Regions from separate parts of the Mus musculus genome. Here region 2 is linked to region 1. A link is a contact called in public Hi-C data. All regions are on one chromosome and are shown on one strand. Each heading gives the region's core, a stretch centred on a gene start, on an enhancer-like site or on the middle of the called end of the contact. The rest is flanking DNA. Distances are from core to core; before and after follow the strand shown. Region 1 has its middle 40 kb from the start of Gm33172. Region 2 has its middle 66 kb from the start of 4930526H09Rik.

What was found. A called contact is a pair of places that touch in the nucleus more often than the background predicts.
Region 2: a Hi-C map of pancreatic cancer cells shows a contact between it and region 1, with 3 times the contacts expected there. The contact joins two enhancer-like sites. A contact is called at or near these places in 3 of 15 datasets of contacts at CTCF or cohesin (CD8 T cells and the NIH/3T3 cell line), 11 of 484 Hi-C or Micro-C datasets (adipose-derived mesenchymal stem cells, bone marrow-derived macrophages, embryonic fibroblasts and 8 more) and 8 of 115 datasets of contacts at active chromatin or transcription factors (the NIH/3T3 cell line, bone marrow-derived dendritic cells, bone marrow-derived macrophages and 5 more).

What each region holds. Positions count from the first base shown.
Region 1 is chr13:110,720,306-110,727,840 of GRCm38.p6, forward strand. No RefSeq gene overlaps it. Among named protein-coding and RNA genes, the nearest start is that of Gm33172, 40 kb to the left of the region's middle. Within about 2 kb of position 4,041, at least 36 of the 459 cell types and tissues checked have an H3K27ac peak or open chromatin away from gene starts, as enhancers often do. A contact at or near this core is called in embryonic fibroblasts, epidermal suprabasal cells and pancreatic cancer cells, where this site is marked.
Region 2 is chr13:110,965,685-110,973,219 of GRCm38.p6, forward strand. No RefSeq gene overlaps it. Among named protein-coding and RNA genes, the nearest start is that of 4930526H09Rik, 66 kb to the left of the region's middle. Within about 2 kb of position 2,532, at least 130 of the 459 cell types and tissues checked have an H3K27ac peak or open chromatin away from gene starts, as enhancers often do. A contact at or near this core is called in embryonic fibroblasts, epidermal suprabasal cells and pancreatic cancer cells, where this site is marked.

The sequences.
Region 1 (7,535 bases), core at 2,791-5,290:
TAAAAATGGGGTACAGAGCTAAACAAAGAATTCTCAACTGGGGAATACCAAATGGCTGAGAAGCACCAAAAGAAATGTTCAACATCCTTAGTCATCAGGGAAATGAAAATCAAAACAACCCTGAGATTCCACCTCACACTAGTCAGAATGTTTAAGATCAAAATCTTACCTGACCGCAGATGTTGGCAAGGATGTGGATAAAGAGAAACACTCCTCCACTGCTGGTGCAATGGCAAGCTGGTACAACCACTCTGGAAATCAGTTTGGCCGTTTGTCAGAAAATTGGGCATAGTACTACTTGGGGATCCAGCTATATCACTCCTGGGCACATACCCAGAAGGTGCTCCAACATGTGATAAGGTCACATGCTCCACTATGTTCATAGCAGCCTTATTTATAATAGCCAGGAGCTAGAAAGAATCCAGATGTCCCTCAACAGAGGAATGGATACAGAAAATGTGGTACATTTACACAATGGAGTACTACTCAGCAATTAAAAACAATGAATTCATGAAATTCTTAGGCAAATGGATGGATCTGGAGGATATCATCCTGAGTGAAGTAACCCAATCACAAAAAAACACACATGGTTGTACTCACTGGTAAGTGGATATTAGCCCAGAAGCTCAGAATATCCTAGGTTCAATTTACAGACCAAATGAAGCTCAAGAAGAAGGAACACCAAAGTGTGGATACTTCGGTCCTTCTTAGAAAGGGGAACAAAATACCCATGGGAGGAGATACAGAGACAGAGTATGGCGCAGAGTCTGAAGGAAAGATCATCCTGAGACTGCCCCACCTGGGGATCCATCCCACATACATTCACCTAACCCAGGCACTATTTTGGATGCCAACAAGGGCTTGCTGACAGAAACCTGATATAGCTGTCTCTTGAGAGGCTCTGACAGTGTCTGACAAATAGAAAGGTGGATTCTCTCAGCCAACTATTGGACTGAACACAAGGTCCCCAGTGGAGGAGCTAGAGAAAGGACTGAAGGTTCTGAAGGAATTTGTAGCCCCATAGGAGAAACAATATGAACAAACTAGTACCCCCCAGAACTCCCAGGGACTAGACCACCATCCAAAGAGTTCACATGGATGCACCTGTATGTAGTTCCAGCTGCATAGGTAGCAGAGGATGGCCTTGTTGGCCATCAGTGAGAGAAGAGGCCCTTAGTCTTTTGAAGGCTTGATTCCCCAGTGTAGGGGAATGCCAGGACAAGGAAGAGGGAGTGGGTGGGTTGGTGAGCAGGGGGAGGGGATAGTGTATAGGTAGTTTTCAGAAGGAAAACCAGGAAAGGGAATAATATTTGAAATGTAAATAATGAAAATATCTAATTTTTACAAAAGGGATGGGCAAAGGGGCACAGAGGCTGGCACTGAAGGAGGAAAAACATGGCTATAGGGACTGTGTCACATACACGGGGGACATGTGGGAACATAGAGGAGGCAATGGGAATGCCCTGCCTAGAGGCAGCTAATAATGACATGTCTTATTGTCGGCTGGTTGCCTGAAGGGCCTTTGCTGCCAGACAGGGCTGGCTAGAGAGGTTCCCTGATTGCCACTATCTATTATGTAGGGGCTAGAGTAGAACTCACGGATTGAGAGCACTGGCTGTTCTTCCAGAGGACTCAGGTTCAGTCCCCAGAACTCACATGGTGGCTAACAACATTCTTTACCTGCCATTCCGGGGGATCCCATGCCTCTGCCCTTAGTGAGCACTGAACATATGTGGTGCCCAGACGTGCCTGCAGGCAAAAGGTATTGTCTAGAGTGATGCCTTCTTTGTGAACTGTAGAGCTACGGCTCTTTCAGGCCTGATGTCCACACATTCGTCTTTAGTTCCAACTGATTCGGATGTGTCCTATCTGAATTCTAAAGCAGGGGCTGCTGCATGAGGAGTTAGCAGCGACTGTGCAGCTCATCACGACAGTCAAGTTCTGGAACTTTGAATCAGCCTCTGGTGTTCCAAAGACATGGGGCATGCCTGCATTCGTGGTGTCTTGTATATTTACGCTTGTTCTACATATTCATGAGCACGCGCGCAGCAGTTAATCACAGGAAGCACAGAAGCCGCGGTCTCAGTAGCACAGTCTGTTTTCTAGACTCATCTGGATTTGAGCATGCACAGTGAATCTGAAAGTCAAATTCTCCTTCCCAACTTTGTGAGCAGTAGGAAAGTCAGCAAATGCCCCCCTTGAAACCTTCGGTGTGAGAATATACAACTTGATTCTGATCTTAAATTTTTCCACCAGAAACCTCACACAATTATAAAACCGTGGGTACATGCAAGGAAATAAATTGAAATATTGTTGTATCTTGCCTTCTTCTTGCAGCTGTTGGGGAAGAAATTTAGGCATGCATATTCCTTTGTGGTTGTCTGCCACAGATCATTTAGGTGACCACGTGTAGATAATTAGATGCTTTACAGGAGAACAATACTGAATGTGAAATCAATTAGAAAAAAAAAAAACAAGAAAATTATTGTTCGAGAAACGCATGCTTCCTTAGAAAGCAGCACAAAAGTTTTTATTTCATAAATAAGTTAACAGTGTGGTAATACTAAGGATCCTGGAACAACTGTAAACTTTAGAACTCATTGGAAACAGACCTCTTAGGTTCGAGTGGCAAAGATTGTTTTGATTATAAGATAATGTAATACAGCCACGATCAATTTATTATCTCACTAGCTCTTTTCTCTCCAAGAATTCCTGAAATTAAAATCCGTAAGTATGTCCAGAACGTGGGGACTCATCTGTTTCTTATTCATTTACATCTTGTTTGCTGTGATGTTTCATGTGAACTATTAGAAGTTCCAGAAGGTTTTAAGCTTTGATGGGGGTGGGGGGTGATGTTAAGCTTTCTCCCCACCCCCTTTAATACAGAGAAAGTTCTAGTTTAATTTTAAATTGAAACTCAAAATCTTGGAGTGGACTTGGAGAGCTGGAACCAGTTATCCCTCAGCGCCGGACTTGGAAACATCACGATGTCTTCCCTGCCCACCTGGTTAGCATTTCAGTGGCTTCTTTTTAATGTGGGATGGATGTTTCCCCAAGTCCTTCGATTTCACTGCACAGTGGCAAGATTTCTAAAGTTAAATTTAAAAACTAAAATGAAGCATCACAGCCACGTGATAGAAAAGAAGTTCTTGGACTGATCTGGACCTAAATTAACTTTAACGCTGCAAGAGTCTAACTGCTACTCCTTCTCAGTGTTGTAATCAATGCAAACCAGATTCAGCAGCCCTAATGAGACAAATGTTTTAGAAAAAGGAGTGTGTTTCTTTTTCCAAGTTTAAGGAAAGCAGAATAACTCCCGTGCTTGGATAACCAATGGTAAGCATGCTATCAAGTAGCCGACTGATGCTGAGTCTGACTAGTTTATCCTTTATTTTTGTTTTGTGCCTCAAGCTACCAATCAATTTAAATATTCAAATTCAAAACATCTCACAGTTCTTCTTTAAATATTTTGCTACATAGATGTTTAGTGTGTGTGTGTGTATGTCTGTGTCTGTGTCTGTGTCTGTGTGTGTGTGTGTGTGTGTGTGTGTCTGTGTGTGTGTGTGTGTGTGTGTGTGTGTGTGTGTGTCTGTGTGTGTGTGTGTCTGTGTCTGTGTGTGTGTGTGTCTGTGTCTGTGTGTGTGTGTCTGTGTGTGTGTGTGTGTGTGTGTGTGTGTGTGTGTATCTGTGTGTCTATGTGTGTGTGTACCATAGTGTGCATATGGATTTAAGGGGTCAACTATGGGTTTGTAATTATACAATGTGGGTCATAGGAATTGAACTCTGTACTTTGGGTTTGGCAGCAAGCTCCTTTACTTTCTGAGCTACCTTATCAGCGCACTTGTCGAGTTTTTTAGTAGTAATTTGAATATGTCCAGTTGCCAAAATACAAGTTTGAAGAATAAACAGACAAACCAACATTAATCCTTTGGGAATGCATGAGTGCATCTGTGAGCAAATATCTGACAGACACAGGTGAAGGCAGGAAAGGGTCAATTTATTTTAGTTTCCTAGAGTCTCTAGTCTGTAAGGGCAAGGAATGCAGGCAGTAGGGATGACTCAGTCCATTGCAGTGAGAGCATGAGACAGTGGGAACTTATTCGCTATATGGCCAACCAGGAAGCAGAGAAAGGAGACTGGGACAACCAATGGGCATAATTTACACTGCTCACCCTTAGAAGTCTATGTCCACGAGCCAAGTCTCTCCCTCCCCAAGAACAGTTTTATAGTATTAGAGCTACAAACTAGACAAAGTCTTCAAAACGTGAGCCCATGGCAGGAAGTGTGGTATCTAAGCCCTGATAAACTGTGTGCCCTCAAAACTGGAATGCATTACTTTGTGTCCCGAATGCTGCTCATAGCTCCTGGTTCTTATAGAGTCTGCCTAAAGTCCATGCAGTATGGAAGCAGAGGGACCGCAGAGCAGTGATGTCAAAGCTATAGCCGAACCCAAGTCATGGAGAGAGGCAAGTTGCTTAACGGTGCTAATGACTCGGCTGGCACAAATCTGCCATGGAGGGAGGGAGGGAGGGAGGGAGGGAGCACAGATGGAGCCTTGGTGTGAATAAGCTCATACTTGAGGGTGCTTGTTCTATGTTGCATAGTCTTCTAAGGACTCCATAAGCATTAGTTCACATAACCTCTAAAGCAGCCAGAATAGTTATAATTACCCACTCCTCCGCCCTTCTTTTGCAGGCACAAAGCAGGCACAGAGAGGTTAAATTACACGGCTGAACTTGTTCCACCAGCACACTGTAAAGCTAGGACTGCAATCCTAGCCATCTGGACTAGGAGCCTGTACCTCCCTTGTCCAGTATGCACTAAGCTGCACCTTGTTGGTTTTAGGGAGATACTGAATGACAGAGGTCTGTAGTTTAGTACATAAGTAAAGTTCAGTTTTCTAAAACCTTTGGAGGCAGGGAGGTTTGCATAGAATAGGGAGACCTTCCTATGATGCTGTCCATAGTATATCCAGTTAGCACGATTTACCATCTCTCTGCTACCGATGAACAAACAACGTCTTATGTATTCTAAAAGCCTGGGAAATGCAAAGTCAGGTTTTGCTACTCAAAGAATCCCTTTTCCTCCAAAGCAACAAGAAGGTGAAGCTTTAAAGCTGGGATTCTATCAACACAGGGCTCACTGTGAGATCAGCGAATGAAATTCTCTACCAACGCAAGTACTTGAAAAAAGAAGTTACCCAAAACAACTACATCTGGAAGTTCTAGGAATTAGGGTTTTGTTTTGTTTTGTTTTGTTTTTTAAAATGTAGCTCCTATTTTAATGTAACATGAGATGACTGGTATGTAGGGGCAACTTTCATGAAGATCCAGATGTGGCTTCTTTCTTGCAGAGGAAAGGAGGGTCCACCCAGAAGTAGGTGAGGTTTTGTCTGTGCCTAGTTGCTCTCCTTATTTTTATCTGTGTGAACAGCCAGGATGAGAAGGAAGTAAGGTGTGTTTTGCATCCCCACTGGCTACCTCATCTACAGCGAGTGTGCCTAGGAATATTCTAGAATTATTTTAATCTGGCTTGGTTTTGCGTTTGGTTTATATTAAAACAAGGAAAATACATTTGAGTCCAAGAGCCCATAAGAGGCTTCTAGACAAAAAATGCATGGCCCAGTGGAGCTTATGGGTGCTATGCAGCCTAATGAGTTGGCGTATTGGAATCTTAACTATTCCCCACCCATATTTCCTGTCTGGTGTTGGCAGCTTGTGCCACCACACCCATTCCTCCTAGCAACACCTTCAAAGGGGAGTGCTGTTTCTCAGGTGGCTCACACTCGATTTCCTGAGTTAACAGGAGAGAGGAAGGGCTATCTTTCTCTAGCTTCCTTGTCTGCAAACTATCAACACAACCTTTGAGTTCCCACAATCCTCCATGCTCACAGGTTTCAAACTCCTGCCATAGAACACACACACACACACACAAACACACATACACACACATACAAACACACACACAAACACACACAAACACACACACACAAACACATACACACACACACACACACACACACACACACACACACACACACAGTTGGTAAATCAAAGAATTCACTGCTGTGCCATGGTTTTCCTTCCTCTGAAAGGAATAGAAATTGAACCCTGGAGTCATTTGGGAGAATGAGAGAAAATGGGTCACCAGGAAAATTCAGCTTTTTTGACCATAGCACATTTCATTCCTACTTAGTTTAATAAAAGTATATGGCTAAGCCACTGAATTAGGTCCCTTTGAGCTCCCAAAAGAGAGTTTATGATGGGTCACTCTAACTTATGAAGTTTCTGAGATTTATTATTGTTCCCTCAGTGACAACACAAAATGAGTCAAGTAGTAATTTTATGTCATCAATTAAATGCAAGCACAACAAAGTCTTTCCCAATGTCTCCCTGTGTATGCTGAAAGCAAAGAGACCTTTTCCAGCTTCTACTGTTCACTGTGATGTTTCTCCTCCAGCTCCCATGCCGCCAACTCTCAGTTCTTTGGCCTGTGATCTTCCAATAAAGGTCATGAGTATGACTATGTGGTAGTGCTTTCGAAGACTGGGAATAGGAGAGAAGTTGAAATGGAGAGTCTCTGTGTTGGTTAAATGTGACTTAATGACCTTACATGTGAGGAGCCTGTACTATGAGTGACCAAGGCTCTGGCTTAAAGATTTCTTCTCAATCTATCTCATATATATGATTTCAGATCTCACAAGATCCACATAAAAGCCATATGGGTATGTCAGCCCACTTATAACTTCAGCTCTCTGAAGAAAGAGTCAGGGGATCCTAGAGTCAGTTGGAAAGTCAAACTAGCCCTATTGATGAGTTTCAGAATCTATTCAGAGACCTCCCCTCAAACAATAAGATGGGGAATTGGCCATATGTCCCAACAGAGCTATATGGGATTCAGAAAACTCTTGGTTCTGAGTTTAGCTTGGAGCATGACAATAGAAAGCAAATTGGATTGTTGATCTTTTCTGTACTATAAGCCACTTTTATCTTTTAATTTTTCTTTCTGCCTACATCTACTTCTACAACTTCATCTACATCTACATCATCTACATCTACATCATCTACATCTACATCTACATCTACAAATACATCTACACATACATCTATCCGACTCCCTCTGTCATCTTGGAACTGACACTTTTTTAAGTTTCAGTCAAACTAAGAGAGATCAATATCTCTTACTATATCTATTTTCAACAAACTTTTTAACTGAGAAAATATCAAAAGTATCTTTAAGTTTTGCATATAACCCAGGTTCAGATTCCCTTATTTTTAACATCTTAAATTGTTACAACCACCTGTCAATAGCACCTCAGTAAGGAGTGGGGCCTGAAGAACACTTCCCCAATAAGCAAGATCTCACCTGCTTAATCTTGTGTTGGGCTCTTGTGTTGAACAGGTAACCTACACTGTTACAGGTTTATGTGTGTGATCACATGATTTTGCCTGGATTTAATCTAAGTTTAATCTTACATTTAGCTCTACATTCCACTTTGAGTTAGTTTTCTGTGGAAGATAGAACACCTTGCTTCT
Region 2 (7,535 bases), core at 1,282-3,781, 240 kb after region 1:
GGTTTTATTGCTGTGAAAATACACCACAACCATGGTGACTCTCATAAAGGAAAACAACTAATTGGGGCTGGTTTACAGTTTCAGAGGTTCAGTCCATTGTGGTGGGAAACATGGCAGCATGCAGGCAGATATGGCGCTGAGAGTTCTACATCTTAATCTGAAAGCAGCTAGGAGCCTGAATATGTTTCACACTGGGAGTAGCTTGAACATTTAAGACCTCATGTCTGCCTCAACAGTGACACATTTCCTATAGCAAGGCCACACTCCTCTAATAAAGCCAAACCTTCTAATAGTGCCACTCCCTATGGCCAAGGATTCAAACACATGAATCTCTGGGACTATACCTAGCCAAACCACCACAACCACAGAAAACATCTTCATGCTGAATAGACAGCTCTAGTTTGGACACTGAGAGGAGGGAAAAGTTGAGTTCCTGGTCACATGTTACAGATGCTCATTTTAAAACATCATAGTAAAAATAAACGTACTCTTAAAGAAGCAAAACATGAAATCTGAGATCATGGATTCGATTACTAATCCTACTTTACATGCTGAGTAAATATAGCAATTCACTCACCTGCCCAAGCACCAGTTTTCTCATTTGATCAACGTGGATAACAATACCTATCTTGCAGGCTACGAACAGGCCGTTCTGGAGATTGCTATCAACCCCTTCTATGTATATATCTCCCTTTTGTCCATCTGGGAAATAAAACATGAAACAATATGTCTGCTGCAGATACTCTTTTCCTAGACCTGATATTAGTGATAACCGTTGCGAACAATTAAAAAAATGTTTTAAAAATTCTTTTAAAAAGAAGAAACATGTTTGCTCTTCCTTAAATGATCTTAGGGTAGGCATCAGCTTTAAAATGAATCTGGAAGTAGTTTACCTTTGGTCCTTTTATGCATACACACACACATGCACACACATGCATACCTACACACACAGGTTTACCTAGAGCCATACAAGAGGCAACAAAGAAAAAAAATCCCAAGAAGGCTCTCCATTTACACAAATGTAAAAGTCAAGGGACAACCTTGTTGAGCCAAAATATTGCACAGTTTTCTGTCATTCTCTCTTGGGTTGCATCTGTGTTAAAAAGATTCTCCCCAAAAGTGGCAAGGGGCACCCTTTCCTGAATTCCCAGCTCTTGTCAGGAATAACAAATTTCTAAAGAACTAAATTAAAAAGAAAGTTCAAAAAGGAAATCTCTCTTCTAGTCTTTCTTATTGCACAGTACAAATGGCTAAGGACTCCAAGGGAGACCACCATAAACTCTGTAGAACAAAGTGTAGTATTTCACTGTGAATTAGCCTGTTAAAAAAAATGTTACAAAGCAGAGCTCATTGTTTTAGGATTTACTGTTCCACACATCCTAAAGATATGATAAGAAACTATGAAGTCAGCACTGTAGCTATTGAGACAGCGAGAGCAGACAAGCTCCATCCAGAAACAAATAGATTTCCTACAGACCTGTGATCTTGCTTATCTAAGAGGAAGGTTTTGTTTGCTTGTCAATCAAGCAGAGCAGATCTTCTGGGCGCGCGGCCACACCTTGGACTGGGGAAGCTCAGGAAGGAAGGAATGTGGGAAGGAAGAGGGGAGAGGCCATTTCCTGATGGGTCAGCTGCTGGCAAGTGTCTGGACCCTGGGAAAGCTGTGGTGTAAGCCTTCCTCTCCTTGGAGAGCAAGCAGAGCAGCAGGAACAATGGTGTGAAACTCTGCCGGTAACTCCCAGGTCACGCCTGGAGCAGCATGGTCCACCGGCAGCAGGTTATGCCTCAACATGTCCTGGACTCTCGGCAGCCTGCTGTTTAAACCTCCCTGTGCAATCCCTCTGCCAACATGAAGCATATTCTCAAGGCAATTTCTCTCCAAGGGAGACAAAGAGCATCTAGCACTGGGTTAACTGAAAAGCCATGGCATGGGAGAAAAGGCCTTCTAAGACTCTCAGACTGCCAATCCCAGAGATCTTGACTGACAGTTCTTATGTTTTAACATCCCAAGTGATCTTTTTATGTTCAGTTTCTGATTAATCTGCAGAGCATCCTCCTGTGTTAGGCTACTCAGGATCTGTAGAATGAGTTAAAAGACACCATTCCCTGCTCCAGGCTTGGTCTCCCCACGCTCTGAAAGGGCTGTGCCAAGGAAACTTACTTCTACTGTTAATGTCTCAGCTAAAAGGTGCTTAATCATTGTAAGAATTTCTTAGCTGGGCGTGGTGGGTACATGCATATAATTCCAACATGTGGGAGGTGGGGGCGGGGCCATCAGGAATTTGAGGTTATCCTGAACAACATAGTGAGTTCATGTCCAACCTAGAATACAAAGTACAAAATCTGAAGAAAAACGAAACAAAACTACAAAAATGAAAACAAGGACCAGCTGGGTTGGTGCAGAGGAAAGCCAAGATAAACCAAGAAAAAAAAAAATAAAACACATCAATTTAAAAATACCTTATTCAATATTCAAGACAAGATTTCCTACTGTTCCTAGTCTAAGAGACTAGTTTAGGGTAATCTCTTTCCCTCCCTTCCTCTTTCACACAGTGTAAGCAGGGCATTTGGCTCCTCCCTAGCACAGTGCAAGCCTCCATGTTCTTTAAATCTGGTACATTCCTGCCCTCTAGAGGACAGAGTTCCAATCACTGCTAGGATCAAACAGTTGCTTTGTGGAGACTGAATTGTCAAATTCATAGCCGTGAAGTACTCTTGGCTCACACAGGCACAACAGCTTTCAAAAAAATAATCTTTCTTCAGGTGATTCCCAGGCATCAAATTTACCTAAAGGTCATTTTTCTTATAAACAGGAGTAGTTCGTTGTTGGTGAAAATGTAATACCATATGGATTTATTTCTCTGTTTTTCCTACACGTGCTTAAATTGGCCAAAACAGTGGCAATGAGCTTAAGCCAATGTCTTTGGAGCTTCTCCCTAATCCTCACCCCTCAGTTCTCAACACAGGAGTCCAAGAGCGCCAGGAAGATCATCCAAAGAAGTCATTCTTCAATCCCTTTAAGCCGATGGGGCTTTGCACTTCCCGGGCAGGATTGAAGCAGCCAGACACATGCTGTCGCCTTCTCCTCCACTAGGAGAACTTCCTAGCAGAGCCAAGAGGGCCAAGTGACGTTCTCCAAGTGACGTTCTCCAGGCCACAGAGTTGGATTGAGGCATATGGTGCAATGGAACCCAAACTGCTGATAATGTTTTTAAGCCTGTGGCATCAGTTTTCTATTCAAAGACCAAGCCAGAGGTTTGCGTTATTTTATTTTTAGTTACATAGACACCAGGCTATTTATCACCAGGGACAGAAGTGAATCTAGCACTGCCCCCTGTGTGGTGGTTTGAATGAAAAGGGCCTCCATAGGTGCAGAGGGAGTGGTACTATTAGGAGGCATGGCCTTGTTGAGGAGGTGTGCCACACTGGAGGTAGCTTCGAAGTTTCAAATGCTCAAGCCAAACCCAGTGTCTCTTTCTCTTCCTGGTGCTTTCAGATCCAGATGTAGAACTCTCAGCTACTTCCCCAGCACCACACCTGCCCAGATGCTGCCATGCTTCCTGCCATGATGAAAATGGACTTAACCTAGAAACTGTAAGGCAGCCCCAATTAAATGTTTTCCTTTATAAGAGTTGGGTAGTCATAGAGTCTCGTCACAGCAATTGTCACTCTCCAACATGTGTCTATTTCAGACTAGGTCATGGCACCATTGGATATGGTGATCTTCCTGGTTACAGTCATCTATATTCTGGAACCTTGGAAAGTGTTTGTGATGCTGGCTGTCCTTTTATAACAACTTTCTGGCCTTTGTTCTCTTCCGTTTATGAATAAGAAACTAAGGAATATCACTAGACCAGGCCATAGAGCATACAACTGTAAGATCTCTTCTGCTCTAAAATGTGTCATTTCTGTTTCATCACGAAGTTTCTAACAAAGAAAAGAGCACTAGATCGATGCATAAATTACTTCATCTATTTGCTTTTAAAATAAGATGGGAACTGACATGCCTTAGGCTTCATACTTCACCGGCAGAGCTAGGGCTAATAGGGATTCTTAATTTCAAGCCAGTCACTGTACAAAGTCTATTATAGCTCCTTTCTCATCCTCCTCCCCTGACACACACACCAGCTGCAGAGGTCCACCGTGAAATCACCATACACATCAGAAAGATGTTGTCTTTGACAGTTCCTTCCTTGCTCTCTCCACTTAATCATCTTCAATGCTGCATCTTTCTAGGGTGTGCAGATGGCTACCAACTCCAGTCCCCCAAACCTGCCTCACAGTTATGTCTGACTTAGTGGGCCCTTATCTATATCCAGGTTGGAATGAAACTTTGATTTCCCAGGGCACAAGACAAAGTATGTCAATAATGAGGAGAGCAGCTGGACCTAAGACTCAATATTTGAAGGACTATGGGAAAGATTTGAAAACCAGAGTCTGTCTAGAATTGGAAATTTTCTACTTTTCTAAAAACCCACTCAAATGACTGTTGGGGGAAGCCCGGATGATTTCTCAGCAAGTTGGTTTCTGCTTCTAACGTCATGTTCAAGTTCTCGTCTGATTATGACTTACTAGAAGGTGACTTTAAAATGGCATATGGGTTAAATTGTACTTCTCTACTCATGGTGAAAGGATGGAAAGGAAAGAATGCAAAACTGTACAACCCACGTACCACATGGGTGTGGTTATTTAATCTATAATTTTTTCTCTTTATCCACTTTCTACTGCACACTCATGCTCAATCCAGCAAGTTTAGGCTTCTCAGTCAGGTGCCAGCTTCCAGGAATATGTGAGCAGCTCCAGCAGAAATTCAGAAACAAAGCTGGGGATGAGTACAGTTGCACAGGCCTATAGCCTATCACACAGGAGTTAGAGGCTGGAAGATCAAGAATTCAAGGCCATCTCCAGCTACATAGTAGATGCAAGGCCAGCCTGAGCTCAAAAAGATCAAGAGTTCAAGGTCACCTTCGGCTACATAGAGCTGTGAGCTCTATGAAATCTTGTCTCAAAAAAGAAATACTTAGAAAAAAAGGTGGCTTGAGGGTTAGCCAGAGAATTCACCAGTCTCCATTAGCAGTTAGCACTGGACTCCACTGTCAGGGTTAATGACAGTTTTCAGTGTCTCATCATTGAAGTCCAGGAAAGGGAACTGTGGAAACCACGAGGGTTTTCTTCGCTAGCGTTTCAAAGTGTCCTTCATTCTTAGAAATCAGGAGTTTCCTATCTGGCCTCAAGAACGGAACAATCTTTCTAGTTTGGCCTTTGGGAACTATTACCAAAAATCAGTTAGAAAAATTTCCCTTTCAATTGGCCAGTGATCTAGAGTGTTAGTGGTCCCTGTAACAGTAGGAGATAGATGTGTGTCACAGATGGTTGCCCAGCTGTAGGGCTGTGGAGGAGCAGTGAAGAGGGAATTAAAGGTTTTCTCCTCAGTTATGACAGCTGGTCCTACCTTGTTCCAATACTGGGCAGCTGATGTATATTATAGCAAGAACTAATTAGAAAGTCCTCTTCAACCTTCTCTACCCATTGGCCATGGTGAAGCTGTTAATGACAGATCTGCAGAAAGGCTTCCTATTAGACACTTATCCATGGCATTTTTTGGAGTTTTGTTTTTCACCTTTTTCTAGTTCTGCTCCTGGATGAATGGTTTGTGTGGTGTTATTGGGTGTATTCAAAATTCAGCTTGTCTCACTAATTACATTGAGGTTGTACAGACCATTGTCCAATTTACCACTGTTCCCTAAAACCTCTTCCTTCTCAGCCAGCAGACACATAATAACGATTAAAAGCAGAGGGAAAGGGAGCCTGCAGCTAGAAAATGTAGCAGGCTACAAAATGTGGAGCAGAAAAGAAGCACTTAAATGTTCTTGATGCAATTGTCTGGATAGATATAAAAAGCAATATTTAATATTTATCTAACTTCTCCTGCAGGCAAAGCTGACAAAATCAGTCTTCTAAGACAATATTGTGTGGGAAACTAATTCAGGAGGAAGCTGTAGTCTAGTTTACAGAGGCAGTCTTGGTTTTATGTATCAAATAATAAGGACTTGGAGGGGGGGAGGTCCAACAACAGTACAGAATTGTAGGGAACTATAGACCAGAGGAGAGGAGAGAAGAGAAGGGAGGGGAGAAGAGAGGGAGGGGAGGGTTGGGGAGGGGAGGGAGGGAAAAGGGGGAGAGGAAAGAGAGAGGCATCAGATAGCTCAGTGATGTCTAGAGAGATGCAGCTGTTCAGTTGGGAAAGGTAGATGTACAGACCCAGTGTGCAGTGCCCATTTGGATGTTTTACTAAAGTAGCAGGATGAGTTGGCTCATTTTAGAGTCTCCAAGGCAGAGCACAGGCACTCAAATTCAAATTATGGTGAGCCCTATAAACAGAGACCACAACTGTTCCCCAGAAAAAAAAAAAGGCAAAGAACATTTTCAGTGCCCAGATGATCTTGTGAGTAGTATCCAATCATCTTTAAATGGCAAGGCTGATTCTGTAGTCCTGTTGACAGCTGTCTGTAGTTTAGAATGGGGTGGCTTTGCCTGACTCGTGGGGCTCAAGCACCAAGTCTTTCTTGACTCAACATCATGTGTTAGGAGTGGGAAGAGTATGCGCATGAGAAATGCTCTTCCTAGATCCTCTCCAGCCATTCCCACAGACACATGAGTCAGGACGTTGACCATGAGTCAGGACGTTGACTTCGAGACAGCTCTTCATTGGACTGCTGTTCACCCCTACAGAAATTCTAGGGTCCTATTTAAGTGCTAGATACCATCTGCAAACTTTATCATCCTGTTGAATTCTTATGCTGACCTGTATGCAAAAGGCAATGCTTTTCATGGTGATGGTGAGCAGAGGCTATGTGAGCACAGTGAAGCCAGATGAACACTGGAAAGTTGTGAGTGCAACTTCAAGGCCAGTATCCTATGTCCATAACTATTCTCTATACTAAAAAGCTGCCAGGATCTATTTCAAAAAACAACTGTTCTGGTTATATAAATGGCTTGTCACACAGCCCAAATGACTTTTACACATGACTCGAGTTCTCATGAGATCATGGGCACTGCAAAAACAGGGGAGATGTGCTATTGTGATGACTGGCCCAGCAGACACATGTCCTTCTTGCCAATTCTTCCTCAAATATGATGAAAGTGAAATGGGAAATGGTGATTTAGAAACTACTTGGGTTGGAAGTGTGGCAAACAAGCCTCAAAAAAATCTTATCAGTGTGAACACAATACTAAGTCTCCACCAATGTTATTAGTTACCAGACAACGGACACCAGGGATAGCAAGTTTGGGCGCCATCTTGAAGTTGGTATAAGTAGTGTGTGACTGCAGGCTACACAATACATGGGGTTTAGTACACATCTCTTCCTCTCATTGAGTATAACGGTACACAGACAACATTGGAGTTAAGCCTGTAAGAAAAATGGAAGTCAACAACATATAATAAAAAAATAATAATCATCATGAAATAACAAATACTTTCACAAAGCTAGAGAGTAAGAGATGGTTTTGTAAGACAAAAATATAGTCAGTTC